3 separate regions of the Mus musculus genome follow, and regions 1 and 2 are each linked to region 3. The links are chromatin contacts, called in public Hi-C and HiChIP or PLAC-seq maps. All regions are on one chromosome and are shown on one strand. Each heading gives the region's core, a stretch centred on a gene start, on an enhancer-like site or on the middle of the called end of the contact. The rest is flanking DNA. Distances are from core to core; before and after follow the strand shown.

What was found. Hi-C and Micro-C count contacts between places; a contact is called where the count stands out from the background. HiChIP or PLAC-seq counts read pairs in DNA pulled down with a chosen protein or histone mark.
Region 1: a Hi-C map of uterus shows a contact between it and region 3, with 3 times the contacts expected there. The contact joins the enhancer-like site here to the promoter of Tcf21 in region 3. A contact is called at or near these places in 14 of 39 promoter capture datasets (the 3T3-L1 cell line, the C10 cell line, cranial neural crest and 7 more), 3 of 484 Hi-C or Micro-C datasets (all in uterus), 5 of 115 datasets of contacts at active chromatin or transcription factors (craniofacial prominence, embryonic forebrain, forebrain and 2 more) and 3 of 9 other capture datasets (embryonic stem cells, macrophages and pancreatic islet).
Region 2: an H3K27ac HiChIP or PLAC-seq map of heart atrium shows a contact between it and region 3, with 7 read pairs. The contact joins the enhancer-like site here to the promoter of Tcf21 in region 3. A contact is called at or near these places in 2 of 39 promoter capture datasets (3T3-L1-derived adipocytes and stem cell-derived epiblast-like cells), 3 of 484 Hi-C or Micro-C datasets (all in uterus), 3 of 115 datasets of contacts at active chromatin or transcription factors (cardiomyocytes, embryonic limb bud and heart atrium) and 1 of 9 other capture datasets (embryonic stem cells).

Annotation. Positions count from the first base shown.
Region 1 is chr10:23,051,559-23,054,258 of GRCm38.p6, forward strand. No RefSeq gene overlaps it. Among named protein-coding and RNA genes, the nearest start is that of Gm35179, 50 kb to the left of the region's middle. Within about 2 kb of position 1,358, at least 3 of the 459 cell types and tissues checked have an H3K27ac peak or open chromatin away from gene starts, as enhancers often do. A contact at or near this core is called in uterus, where this site is marked.
Region 2 is chr10:22,980,577-22,983,276 of GRCm38.p6, forward strand. It overlaps Gm35126 (a long non-coding RNA gene), which reads left to right. Exons shown (of 3, transcript XR_380184.2): 2 at 2,486-2,556. Among named protein-coding and RNA genes, the nearest start is that of Gm35126, 5.5 kb to the left of the region's middle. Within about 2 kb of position 1,340, at least 8 of the 459 cell types and tissues checked have an H3K27ac peak or open chromatin away from gene starts, as enhancers often do. A contact at or near this core is called in heart atrium, where this site is marked.
Region 3 is chr10:22,818,695-22,821,394 of GRCm38.p6, forward strand. Tcf21 (transcription factor 21) reads right to left here and starts at 1,449. Exons shown (of 2, transcript NM_011545.2): 1 at 760-1,449. The coding sequence starts at 1,209. The region is part of intron 4 of Gm10824 (a long non-coding RNA gene); the gene reads left to right.

The sequences.
Region 1 (2,700 bases), core at 108-2,607, 230 kb after region 3:
CACCTGTGTAGAGTTGTGATTGAATCTTAAATGTTACCCCCAAGCCCATATGTTGAATTTCTTATTCCCAGCTGGGTTACTATTGGAGGTGGTAGAAACCTGCGCAGTCAGGAGTGGTGTTGGGAGGATTAGCTCACTGTGAGTATGGCTTCACAGGGGACAATGGAAACCAGGTGGCCTTGCTTCTTCTCTCTGTTGGTCACATCTGGCTTGCCAGGACCTGAACCATTGCATGGCCCACCACGGTACATGGCCTCACCTTCAAGATCAGCATCGGCCAAGGCCCAGAGTGATGGAGTTGGGTGATATAAGCAGAAGGATCCTGTCAAGATACATCTTACCCAATCTAAGTTGACTACCTTCAGTATTGTAACGGCATCAGAAAACTGATTACAATACCCAGTACTGCAATCATTTTAAATAGTGCATTGACAGTATTAGATAATTGACCGAAAAATAATAAAACTAAATGCATATCTTATTTATAATATAGAAAGCAACATTATCATAACTTACACAAGCCCTTCTATCCCTATGAACTGAAAAGCATAACATAATAGGAGATTCAGTCAGCCTACTGGTTAGAAACTGACAGTCAAGTCACTAATTCCACTTCATACAAAAAAAGAAAAAAAGGAGGAAGGTCCATATTACAGGCTACAGCCAATTCAAAATGGCTGTTTTTTCAATACATAGGCACTAGGTGTAACAAGAATTGTACAGTACTATGTGAATATATTTTTGAAATTTTTATGAAGCATGAGGAACATTTATAGAAGAATTTAAGGGTACAAAGATGTCCACTTTCCAGATGAATCTATACATTCTATATGTTCAAACGAACAGCAAACAAGGGTGAAAAAATACATATTGGTTTATTTGCATAAATTGACACGTAAGTGTAACTAGGGAAACCATGGGGTTGAGTCCTCAGAAGGCACTGGCTACCCATGCACAGTAGGCTCACTTACGGGGAACTTTGACTCGGGCACCCACACTGGGCCACTCAGAGCACAAGAGGACAACGTTAGCAGCTGCGAGCCGTCATGCGGCATCTCACTTAAAATGTCATGTGTGCTACTTGGTTTAAATTGTCACCCCTCCAGCAACCACAAACAATGCAGACACAGCAGATGTGTTTTCTATTTAGAATTAAACAGTTTATCTCAACCACTGTCATTGTTATAGGCAAAAAATAAATAAATATCCATCTTAATGTAAACTTCAAAAGGTACTTTCTGGCAACACGAGATCCTTTCAAATCCAAAGTCCTCTGAGAAAACAAGGGTCTGACCACAGATTGCTATTTTAAATTGGGATGCTGGCAGCCCTGAGAGTTGTAAAATGCAGCCTGGTCGAAGATTTTTGGCCAGATATTACATACAATAACTCATGTCATTGATGCTTAATGGTCCAGAACATTGAGTAAACATCATAAATGTCTTCTGTTATTAAACGTTCCCTTCAAACATGTTGTTTAACTCTTTCACTAATGTATAGAAAATACGAAATCAGAAACAGTGATTGGTCCTTACAGCCATCTTTGACTTGCCTACCTCCCAGATATTTTGGAAAACTCATGCCACCCCCACAGTAGAGCACCATATAGCATCTCTACCTTGAGCTCAGGCATTCTTTCTGGAAGTTAGGCTACTTGTAAGCTTGACTGTGTTAGGTCAAGTTCAAACTACCACCCATGTATTCAGAAGACTATAACTTTGTTCTCTCTGAAGTTGGGAGGCAGCCGTCCTCTGTGATAATGGCAAGAGAAATATGGGTGTTTTCTTATATGAGGTTACAAAGACTAGGAAAATGCTACTTTGCAAAGATCATTTTACAAGAATAACAATTACTGTAGTAAAAGAAAAGCAAAAATTGGTTTGTTAGTAAAAAAAGAAAGCCTATTGGGCAGCCATCGTCGAGTGCAGGGGGTCCAGGTCCACAAATCTTGACATGAGTGCGTTTGTGTTCCTATAATCTGGAGATTCTGTTTAGTCGTTAAACCATGACTCATTTTATCCTGGACACAACCTCCGCTTTTCTCTTCTAGTTTTCTTTTCTTTTTAATCCGTAGCTAAAACATCAGCAAGACGTCTTGCAGTGACATTAAAACTATTACATTTTTCCCATGGAGCTTCTCCACCCCCACCCTCCCTTTCCCCTCCCGATTTGAGTAACTACAGTTGCTCAGCTGTGTTCCTGGGATCATACATTCTCAGAAGTGCAGAGAATTGATGAGTTTTCATGCAGCTTTCTGGTTCTATCAGGGAAGAAAAGGTTCAAACAACACAAAACAAATTCATTACATCCTGCAGTTTTATATAAAGAAGACTTCAACTCACATCTGATAACTTTGCATCCCTCTTCCACAGCTCCCAGGGTTGGCACCCTGTGAGAGGTCCTGCACTTCCTGTACAAGGCCCAATGTTTCCTGTGTACACCTGCCATTGCTCTCAGTTCTGATATTTTTCTAATACGATTTCTACAAGTCACTGCTTTTGCCTTATGTCTATGACTCTCATACAATGTCTCATCCGACAATGATCCACTAAGCATCTCCTATGAAGGAAACCTGTCCTGTCAGATGGACTTGCTAGTTGGACCCCAGTTGCTCTGTTACATTTTTGTTTCTCTATAAACAGTACAGTTTTCTTTCACTAAGATGTATTCAGTGCTCTTTAGATGAATAAATTCCAAGTC
Region 2 (2,700 bases), core at 90-2,589, 160 kb after region 3:
GAAACCAAAGTATGAGTGACTACATGGCAAAGGAGAGCTAAGGGCATTGGTTTAGGAGAAGCTGGAGGCCCAGGAAGGCACTAACTACCTGTTGTTGGTTCTTTTCACGGTCACAGCAAGGGTCAAAGGTTTCATTACATCAAACTATTATTTTCCCTCAAAAGAAACATTCTGAGTATTTAAATGAGTCAAGTGTTGAAAGAATATAGATGAATGGGACCTGAGACAATGCTGGGGATAGAACAACTGATTTGGAAAGGCAATTCTCTCTCTAAAGTAATGAAACACACACGTGCTCATCCAAAGCAGTCCATTTGTTGGAGGTACTCACGAATCTCCTGAACCAATAGCCACGCACCAACTGCCAAAGGTGTGTGCTCAGAGCACCAGAAAGAGCACACCATGGCAGGGACCCAGGTACGTTTTAGTCCAGTCATACAGAAGCCTACTGAGCTCAATGGTCCAAATGAGGGATCCCCGACCTTCAGGAACATGTGAATGCACCTAGAAAATGTTTAAGTGAAGACATGGTGTTGTGGTTTGAATATGGAATGCCCCTCATAGGAGGGATACAGTTGCACATTTGGCTCCCACCTCCTTGGGAAAGTTATGGAATCTTTAGAAGATGAGGAAGCCTTGGTGGAGGAAGCATCACAAAGGGTGGCTCTCCTTGCTGTTTTGTCTGCCTTCAGACTGCTCTGGCAATAGAACAAGCTTGTCTTGTGCTCCTGCCACCATATCTTTCATACCATGGCTGAGTTTATCTCTCTGGAACAACAAACAGGAGCAATGCCTTCTCTCTCCTAAGTTGTTTTCATTGGGGTATTTGACTGACAGCCACAAAAACCTGGTAAATCCCAGAAAACTATAGATAGCGTGATACTGTGGTTGAAAAACTCAGAAACTGAACACTTTGTGGTTTAAACATACATACCTAAATAATGGAATCATTCTTAAAAGCATGACAATTTTAAACATAAAACTGTAGATAATAGTTAGCTTAGTGGTAGGGAGAGGCATGGTAGATTAGGATAAAGGAATCAATTATTATTGATACTGTCAATCTTATTGGAGATACTTTCTAAGTCACAAAGAGGTCATATACATTCATATATGTGTAAAAATATAATCCCAGGATGATAAAGAATAAAGGAAGAATTTCGGTATCATCGCCTTTTCTTTCTCTCTACTCTTAATAAAGAGGAATGAGTGACTGAGAAGTGTTGATTACTCACAAAAATGGATCCGTGTCAATCTTGCTGTCTGCAACACATGACTTCCCTTGCAGGAAGTGTCTGCGTGGAGCCTCACTATCAGCTCCAGACATGAGACCCACATCCAACAGGACATGGGAGGCTTTTAGTTGTCACAGGCTTCCCCTAGAGAATCCACCCAGTCCCTGGACTTGTCAGCTGTGTCATAATTTCTTTCAGAGCAGAACACTTCCAGCTGTTGTGGCTAGGCAGCAGCAGGTTCCTATCTGAGGACAGCAGGGTCGTGTGGCACACCACAGCTGGGGCAGTGTCAGGGCAGCACGTGGTCTCCATACACAGTAGCAGAGCGCAAGAGACAGCAATTAGCACCAGGAGAATGAAGATGAACGGGGACATACACATAACCTTCATAAAAGTGTCACAGGGAACAGAACTCACAAACCATATGGATTTGTGCTGGGAATGCAATGTCCTTCCACAGCAGTGTTCCTGGCCAGTTCTATCAAGAGGAGTTTAAAGAAGGACACTTCTCTGGTGACAGAAGAGAAGAACAGTTATATCTTGAGGTTTTGAGGTGTTCTGTATTCTGAGATTCTGTGTCAGCTACGACATCTGCACAAGTCAGCGACAGCTCTTTAGGTGGTACTCCTCTTTTGTAATTTCTCCTTGTTGATGTTTGGCAATGCTGTTTAAACCATCTTGGCAGTGCCCTCCAACGTACTTGAAAGATCAATTCTACATGCTCTTAGTGTATGGCAAATGATCCCTAGAAGCTCAGGGTGACTGCTTGAAGCAGAAAATAAGCCAAAGTGATTTGTGTTAATTTGTGATTACTGGGAGGACTGGAGAACAGACTCCTGCACTCAGACCTGGGAGGACCGGAGAACAGACTCTTGCATGCTGACTCGCACTAAAGAAAACGCCAAGTGATAGCTTGACATCACTCACAGGCAATACTGCCACTGCTGGTGACCACAAGGTAATGAGAATGTCTGGTAAAACAGAGGAAGTGGCCACCAACACCATGAGAGGAAGAATTGTTTTCGCTTTCTATGGTGGTACTGAAGGTCAACTCTAGGGCTTCATGCATGTTGCTCTGGTACCGTACCACTGGACCTCATTCCAACCTTTACCAACTTTTATTGAGATGTTAGCTTCTGATTTAGAGTCAAACAGTCTTTATTTCTGTATTTATAGTGTACCTGATGCCATTCTAGGTGCTTGTGATGTATCACAGAGAGAACTAAATAGATTCCTATATCCTTTTTTAGAAGGAATGGTCTAGCACCTATGGGGAGAAGGAGCACTGAGAGACTGAAGAATCGAATCGCTTTGTACAGAAGTAAGTGTGTAGATTGACATGTGAGGGGCAATGAGGGCAGCAGAGGGGCTGGATTGTTTACATGTTTCTGGGGAGACAGGTCTACACACCAGTTAGCCAAAACAGCGGATAAGAAAGAAGTAGTAATTTATAATTAAGGTGGCC
Region 3 (2,700 bases), core at 199-2,698:
TATGTAAACAAAAGTCCTCGTAAGGTGGTGGTATTCTTTGGAGCCTGCACGTTTTAAAATGAAATCAAACGAAAGAGGGAGTTAAAAACCACCTTAAACAGTAAAATACCTCTGAGAAAGTCGATTCAGGAACCAGCACTTGCTTTTCAAAAATTAGGCTCATTCATTGTGACTGGTAGTAGAACCCATGGCTGTTATTTTGTCCAGTACTAGGACCTGAGCGGATTTACTGATTGCGTTGACAGTGGCTGGAATTTCTGGGATTTAAAATGGTAATCTACTTAGCCAAACACAGAATATTTAAGTAGCTGGGGGGGGGGGGGATTTGCATAGACAGTTATGGAGGTGGAAGAACATAAATATGTCTGCATTTAATAGCCCTAAATATACCAGCGGAAAGAACTGACTTAGGTGCTTATAAGAATCGGAGGGGGAACTCAAGTTTGCTCTTAGCCAAAAGAGACAAAGTAAGATAGGTCTTCTGGGTGCCCAGCGTCTGCTCAGTTTCACGACAGAGGAAATGGCACCCTGCGCGGGGATCCCTGGTCTTTGCCAACTGAATACCCTCGGAAATCCCTTAATGGGGTGCCACGTCAAACCCTAGCACAAATCACTCGCGGGCTCGGGGCGCTTGGTGCAGAGAGCCAGGGCGCTGCGTGGAGCCCGCGCGGAGGTTCCCAGAGATGCTAGGGCGGCGATTTAACGAGTCACGCTCTCGCCCGCGTCCCCAGGCCCAGCCAGAGGCGCGGGAGGACTCACCAGGTTGACTGGGTGAATGTAACCGTTCTCGTACTTGTCGTTGGCCAGGATCTGCCTTAAGTGAGCGATGTAGCTGGACGCCAGCCTGAGAGTGTCCAGCTTGGAGAGCTTGGTGTCCGGGGGCACCCAGGGCAGGGTGGTCTTGAGCCTGGAGAAGGCCTTGCTCAGCACCCGCATGCGGGCCCGCTCACGAGCATTGGCCGCGTTGCGCTGGACCTGCTTGCCCTCCTGGCTGACCCCGCTGAGCGGGCTTTTCTTAGTGGGCGCCTTCCTCCTCTTGCCTAGGCCACCGCGACCCTTCTGTGGAGACCCGTTCTCGCAGTTGGAGCCCTCCTCGGTGCTCTCGTTGGAAGTTCCAAACTCCTTGTTGGAGTCCACTTTCAGGGAGTCACAGTCCAGCATCTCCACCTCTTGAAGGTCTTCTACATCGCTGAGGGAGCCAGTGGACATGTTTAGAGAGGTGGAGGGAGGGAGGGAGAGAGAGACGCTGAAACGGAAACGAAAGGGTCTCAAAAGTTTGGAGCTGCCACTTCGTGTGTTGGGTTTGAGGTGGGATCTGGCAGTCCCGTCCCCCAGCTTTCCCTTTACAGAGTCGTGGAAAACGATCACAAGGGATCCCGCGACAGGGAAACCAGTGCTCTATCTCCCCACCACTGGAGTCCTGGCCTTAACGGAGAGTGAAAGAGCGCCGAGGAATTTGGTGGACACTAAGAATTTATCTGGGGAATAGAGAGGCGGATCCATGCAGCCCAGGGGAGGGGCCTGCTAGGCCCAACAGACTTCCCAGACCCCTTTCACAAGCACAGGAGACTTCACGCTCAGACCTGGTTTCCAGCAACCGATTGCAACATGCCTGTACCGGATTCCTTCTTCCTCTCAAGTCAAGGAGTAACTTAGAACCATTGCCGAGACTCATCTCCTAAGGCCCCTTTCCTTTGAGGGAATCCCAACTGATTGCTCTGAGAACTCAGAGAAAGGGCCAGACCCTTTGCTCTAAGTGGCCTTTCCCCCTAAAACATCTCACAGTCACTCTTCCTCCCAAGAAATAACAATCAAAACCCTGCAGCCCTTAGTTAATACCGGCTAAGACCACAGGGCTTTACCAAGACTGCATTACCGTGCACTGGCTAACACAGAAGTCATAGGTCCTATTTGTCCGGACGAGAAGAGGCGTATTTTACCAAACCAAATGTTTGAAAGGAAAATGCTGATCGCTGGGACGATTTTTTTTTCCAGATGCATTTTACTGTTTAAAATTTACCTGAGGTAAATAGGGGAAGGAAGTGGTAGAAAGAAATTACTGGAGAGAAGGAAGGGAGAGAGGGTGAGAAGGAAGGAGGGAGGGAGGGAAAATAAGAAAAAGAAAATCCATTACCATCCAGTCTCTTTGAAGGTATCAGGGAATTGCTAGTGCATAGGAACACACTTGACTACTGAACACACATGTACACACAAACACACACACACACACACACACACACACACACACACACACCATACATGCAGTTGACTGGGAATGGGCAGGCGATGAGAGAGGTTATATGGATTTGTGGAACATATTTTGCGAGCTGAGAATCTTTCCAGTGAGATGCAACTCACTTCTCTCCTGTCTTAAAGAAGACTCTGTGGCTCCTGGCAGCCTCTCTTTGCCTGACACCTTTTGTAAAGACTGTATATTTTCTTCTTGTGCTTGCTTTCTCTTCTCCCATCCTCTGGGCTACTAGGGTTCCTCATAGAGAGCTGGCCTAATAAAACACAAAACAGGACTCATGGCTTTGGAGAAAGAACCTTTCCCATCCTTCATTCCAGCTGGGACTGTCTTTCTCAGGGAATGATAGTCATCTGGGAGGTAAGAAGAAAAGCAAAGGGAACAGGAACCCAGGGACTGAATGAAGGGAGATGAAATGGTTTTTGTTTTTTCCCCTCAGGAAAAAAAAAAAA